Linked DNA regions of Rattus norvegicus: region 1 is linked to region 2. The links are chromatin contacts, called in public Hi-C maps. All regions are on one chromosome and are shown on one strand. Each heading gives the region's core, a stretch centred on a gene start, on an enhancer-like site or on the middle of the called end of the contact. The rest is flanking DNA. Distances are from core to core; before and after follow the strand shown.

Evidence for each region. Hi-C and Micro-C count contacts between places; a contact is called where the count stands out from the background.
Region 1: a contact with region 2 is called in a Hi-C map of Schwann cells, with 13 times the contacts expected there. The contact joins two enhancer-like sites. A contact is called at or near these places in 6 of 12 Hi-C or Micro-C datasets (the A7r5 cell line, Schwann cells, frontal cortex and 3 more).

Annotation. Positions count from the first base shown.
Region 1 is chr1:4,904,384-4,907,390 of GRCr8, reverse strand. No RefSeq gene overlaps it. Among named protein-coding and RNA genes, the nearest start is that of Rnu6-884, 29 kb to the right of the region's middle. Within about 2 kb of position 1,285, at least 18 of the 93 cell types and tissues checked have an H3K27ac peak or open chromatin away from gene starts, as enhancers often do.
Region 2 is chr1:4,600,881-4,604,111 of GRCr8, reverse strand. The region is part of intron 3 of Ust (uronyl-2-sulfotransferase); the gene reads left to right. Among named protein-coding and RNA genes, the nearest start is that of Ust, 180 kb to the left of the region's middle. Within about 2 kb of position 1,966, at least 7 of the 93 cell types and tissues checked have an H3K27ac peak or open chromatin away from gene starts, as enhancers often do.

The DNA.
Region 1 (3,007 bases), core at 36-2,535, 300 kb before region 2:
GGCATGTGCTGGAGACCATGTGGATGTCCGTGGTCTGTGCTGTTGCCAGAAACCAGGTAGAAGTCCAGGATCCATGCTGCCGCTGACTGTGAGGGCAACACAGCAGCTTTCACATTATTGTCAACTGCAGATGCACAGTTGGGAAAGAGTAACATGAAAGGCTTCTGTGACAACCCCTACCCCAACCCTCCTCCAAAAAATGAGAGCCCCTCCAAGGAAGCCATCAAAGAGAACTCTTAAAGATGGTGATGTGGATGCTGAAGTATAGCTCCCCACAGTTGATGGCTTCTGGTGGGGGTGCAGGAGGAGAAGGACTCGGTTTTCTTCAGGGGTCAGGCTACTGGGAATTTGATCAGTAGACAGTGAGCATATGGATAGCACAAAATAAACTTTTCTCTTTTCTTTTTTATCAGTCTTTCCTCTTTTGGGGGAAAAGGGGTCAAAATGGCGGGGAAGCAGACATGGAATGAACGGAAGTGAGTGCGATCAGGATGCACGATGGGAAATTCCCAAATAATTAATACAAATACTGTGTTGGGGGGGGGGGGAAGAACCCAAGTCACTTACTACTATCATTCTTTCTTGCAAAATGTCTGATTTTCTTGAGCTTGACATCGGTTTGCTTTCTGTACTTAACTTCTCCTTCCACATTATTTACATATAAACCAACTTTCAAAAATGCTCAAGAATAGGAAAGTTTCTTTAAATTTATTGGTACCCATTTCCCGCTCCTTCCCACTGAGCCCTTGTCTGAATATCATCTGGAAAGCTGGTTTCCAAAGCCTGCAGGAGTACTGTTTTGTGTTGTCCTAGCCTAAGGTGGGAACTGGATGCAAAGGCAAGTTCACACAGAGTCATTGGTTGATTCGTCACAATAATGAGTCTAGACTTCATTTAGTCACTAGGGCCTGCACAACCATAGAAAACAGCCAAGTGAAATGTATATTTGAATGACCCCCATTGCTACAGCATCACCAAGGGTCAAGGGGAACATATCTGTCTATTCTGAAGAGTATGCCCTCTGTGCTGGCTGGTTTTTGTTTTTTTTTTTTTTTGTTTTTTTTGTTTTTTTTGTTTTTTGTCAACTTGACACAAACTAGAGTCACCTAAGAAGAAGGAACCTCCAGTAAGAGCTCCTCTATCACACGATGCTGATCTAAGAGCATGTCTGCAGGGCATTTTCTTGGTGAATAATTGATGTGAGAGGGCCCAGTCCACTGTGGGTGGTACAGTCTGGGTCTGGGTTGCATAAGAAAGCAGGCTAAAGCAGGCGGTGGTGTCCGTGAGGGAGAGCTGGCAGGCTGACCAGCCTGGCTATCGCCCAGGCCCAGATCCAGGGCTCTGATCCACCCTAACATCTACCCCGTTTAGGAACTGCTGGAGCACGTGAAGGGGCTGGTCCTACAGGGCTACAGGCTCTCCATGGCACAGGGCAATAACGATATCTGACTGAGGATGTGGCAGAGGCCAAGGGCCAAGGGCCTAGAGCCAGACTCATGACTCATGCATTTGCAAGTGGGGAGGTGTGGACTAAGGGGTATGCTGTGGGACACACTACCCTCCCAAAATGAGACCTTTTTTTCTTTTTTCGGGGGAGGTTGCAAGGGCGGAGGGTGGGTATAAGGGGATGGGAAGATGGGCAGGATTGGGGTACATCACGTGAGGTCCACGGAGAATCAATAAAATGTTAAATAAAACAGGAAAAATTAATTCATTAGAAAGAAAGCTAAGCAAGTCGAGCAAGCCAGCAAGCAGCATACCTCCATGATTTCTGCCTCAGTTCCTCCTGGCCTTGACTTCCCTCAGTGATGGACTATATAACCTTGAAGACAAATATATCCTTTCTTCCCCAAGTTTCTTTTGGTCAGTGTTTTTTTGCAGTGACAAAGAAGCAAACTAGAACCGTCTCCTTCCTTGGATCCATTTCATACCCCCAAAGGCTATGAGAACAATGTCTTGGAGTAGAGAAGAAAGTGCTGGTCCAATTGTCACTCTAAAAACAACTTTTATAAAAAGATAAAAAGAACGATTCTCAATGTCAAACTCCGTGAAAATTTCACCTAAAATTTCCTCACCCATTTAACATCTTCAAAAAAAAAATCCACACCTTAACTATCATTTATTTAAAATGTAAACTTTGAAGTTGGAAGTAAAAATGACACACAGGGAGCATGGGGAGCGGTTGAGAGGCAGGAGATCTGGTTTCCCACCGACTTCGTTTCTCATCCTTTCTTGGCTGTGTCCCTGAGTCACCTCTGTGCAATTCTAGGATACCTCAGCAGAGTTTGATCGCCCACAGGGCTTGAAGTTCTCTGAACTATTTTGTTCCAGCTCTACCACTTTCTGGCAGAGAGAAGTGGCGTCTGGCCACGAAGTAGAAGTCCTCCCTGCGTCTGGCTTCTTCCTGACTTAGCAAATTGTTCCTACTAAGGCCTCTAGGACACCAACTAAGCCCCACACTCCTTGTAATGCCCCACCTCTCAGCTTCCCCTCACTGAGACCAGAGACAGAGGCAGGACAGGAAGCTGAAGTGATCCTGTGGCCTCTTGATCTCTCGAGGATTCTGGCAGTCTTTTTTTTCGGAGCTGGGGACCAAACCTGGGGCCTTGCGCTTCCTACCCAAAGCCTCCAGGCCCTTTCACTATTAAACTAAGTTTGGTGCCTTTGTGTGGATTTCCAGCCTCTTCTGTGTTTCTCACTGAGGTGCTCGTTATCCAGTCACATTTGCTGCTGTAGTCCATCAAGCTCAGGAATAAAAATGTCTGCCTTGTAACCTTCCTCCCAGAGAGGTCCATGTTTCCTCCTTTCTTAGGCTCCCTCCTCACAGAGGCCTTTCCCTGGCTACTTTGGCTAAAAGAATATTGCCAGTCTCTCTCTAAACATGTACCCAGATTTCTACGCCTAGCTCTGAGCCTCTCTGCTACTTAGAGAGCCTATGCTTTCATCCCCTTTGTAGGAACGTGAACGTGAAGAGAGCAGAAGCATGACCTGGTATGTTTGCGGCTGC
Region 2 (3,231 bases), core at 717-3,216:
TAACCCTACTTCGTTCCCTGATTTAAATAGGTATAATCATAAATAAACTAATTTAAATAAAAAGCTAATCCAATTATCTGACTGAAATAGGTGGTTACTAGAAAAGATTAAAGACAACAGCACCCTGAAGGGGAACCTCCTCTGAAGGGGAAGCTCTCATCTGTTAGGAATGGTTGGCTTGTCTGGAAGCCAGGGAACAGGCAAGACAATCTTTTTAGGTTTTTTGTAGCACCATGACTCTGTGATATATTTATACAACTTCTAGCATATTCCAGGTGTTATGTGGTTCTGATTCCTGTGGTCACTGTGGCCTAGCCTATATTTCATTACTTACTGCGGATTCCTCTTAAATTATAAGACAAGTAAAAGAAAAGACTAAAGCAAAAGACTTGGGAGGAAAAAGCGGATACACAAGTCTGCCATGAAAATAAAAGAGGACCGTGCTCACAGCGTCTCTGAGCCAGCTGACCTGGCTCCTGGACACGGGAGAGTAGCCAAGAAACAGGACAAGAAACCAGACCTAGTCTATCTCCATGGATGTTCTGAGAGACTTGCCTTTGTTCCATGGGATCCCTTTTACTAAAGTTTGAAAGTACATATGACAGCAGAGAACGAAATATTATTTTAACTTAACGTATTCAGGAAATAATTTACGGTATTAATAGCTGCTCTTCTGGGTGATTTATTAAAAGGGAAAGGCGGTGTGATTTAGGAGACTAGTTAAAATTTTATGGTCAGTGGCTCTCTCCCTTAAGCAATAGAACTCTGAAAATCATTCCCATGGAAAATTGTTTTCCCAAAATTAATAATAACAACAACAACAATAATAACAACTTTGCTTCAGGTACTGTAGGAGTTAAACAATCTCTCGTGTGCTAGGCCAGGGATCTATAAACCTTTTTTTTTTTCCATGAGAAAACATGTTCCATGTTCCAAAGTACTGACTTACGAGTGAACTTCAAAACTATGTCCATTTACAGGGCTGAGTTTTTCTGTGCCATTTCATTGAAACCACAAGTCATTTCTCCAGGCCACGATTAAATGAGCATATTCATTTCCCCCTCAATGGTAGCTATCATCATGCACACATGTGTTCATACATGTGCAAACACACATCTGCACACTCAACAGTTAAGGGTTAAAACTTTATAGCCTAGGGGATTTTTACAGCAGGGAAGAAAGCAAGAAGACACCAAATGTTACAGATACCCATAAAGACCTATTACATCTGCTTCCACAGAAATAGGCACACCTTTAAAACTGTACTTTGAACAATTCCTTCTCCACAGATGCGCTCCTAAACACTGCTGGCCAGGTGTTGGATCTTTGTGTTACATATAATACAAACTCAGGATGACACTGGTTCATCTGCACCAGATCTAAATATAGCTCTCAGTTAGGGGGCGTGATTTGTATGATTTTGCAAAGTGGAGATTCTATCTAGTGTGACTGAAGAGGCTTCTCCCACTCCCCGAAGGGCAAGGGAGTGGTGGCCAAGAGTCTTCACAGCCCATTTGCTAGTCCTAAAGTGACTTCAGCACTGTGCCCTAAGTATAGTGAAGGTCAGAGTGCCACAGGCATCCCACAGGGAGAGGAACCTGTTATTCTGGTTGGAGAGTGGCAGAAACTGACCTCAGACATCGAAAAGATTAGCAAGAGCAGATCACTTTGCTATTGGTTTTTCTGCTGGAGTTTCCCAAGATGTATGAAGCAAATGGGAAGCCTACGTGTGAATTGTTTCTCCTAATTATGTCATTTAACTATTTGGGGCCAAAAATACACCAGTGAGTAAGTGTCGCTCCCTGTTTTCTGGGTGAGAAACTGAGATAATTTGACACCTTCTGAAAATAACTGGAGCAACTGCGAATGATGGCTTGACCTGGACCTGGGCTCACCCAGATCCAAAGGTTGTTCCCATAATGCAACGGTCGATCTCCAGCAGTGCTTTTGGAATCCTAGAGTCTTGGCGCCCTTCCGCTGGAAATGCTGGCCAGGAATCCAGAACATTCTTTTGAGGGGGCGGGGGAGTGAGTAGTGGCACAGGCAGCTTTTCTATGATGCAGCAGCCAGGCTGAGGAAGGTCTTCAGCAAGGTCCTCATGTCAGCATTTCCTGGAAGGGTGATCTCTAGGGCTCCATGCTCCCTCTGTCCAGGAAGAAGGGAAAAGGGAATGGCTTAGAAATTCGAGGGCTCCTCTGTACCCTGTTTTCATCTAGAAGATTCACAGAGATTATTCACATTTTAATGACTGACAGTCTTAAGACATAGACATATATACTGTATGTGTGTGTGCATGTCTGTATTTGTATGTTCCCATGTGTGTGGGCACACCTGTGTGTGTGTGTGCACGCTGGTGATTGTGAGTGTGTACGTGCATGTGCATGTCCATGTATATGCTGATGACTGTGTATATGTATGTGTGTGTGTTGAGGGCTTGTGTGTGTGTGTGTGTGTGTGTATATGTGTGTGTGTGTACTGATGACTGAGTATATATGTGTGTGTTCGCATGTTCACCTGTGTGCACCCATGTGCATTCATGTGCTGGTAACCATATATGTGAGTTTGTGTTAGTGTGTTCACATGTATGTGTCCATGTATATGTATGTGCTGTGACTGTGTGTCTATTTGCATGTTCACATGTATGTATGTGCTCACATGTATGCATGTCCTGGTGACCATGTGTGTCTGTTTTGTGAGTATTTGTGTATGAGTGTATGTGTGTGTGGTATGTATGTGCGAGTGTGTGTGTGTGTGTGTGTGTGTGTGTGTGTAGCTTGTCACTGGCCATCTTCCTCATCATTCTTCACTTTATTTTCTGAAGAACAGATTCTCCCTAAACCCAGATTTCCCAGTTCACCATCTTGCTCTGAGAATCACATGTCTTCACCTCCTGAGGCCTGGGATTACAGACAGATTGCCATGCCTGCCCCATTTATGAGGGATAGGGATCTAAGTTTTAGTCTTCATGCTAAGACATCAAGCATGTTACTATGTATGTATGTATGTATGTATGTATGTATGTATGTATCATCTATCTATCCATTAGTCTATTCCTACATACACACATGCATACATATGTTATATATATATATTACATACACATACATATACATACATGCACATACGTTTTAAACACCAGTTTCTCCTAGACTTCCCCAGGCTTAGTTGATCAGGGGATTTTTGTGTGTCATGGCTGTGCTTTGGATCCCACAGAACTTACACATCATAATT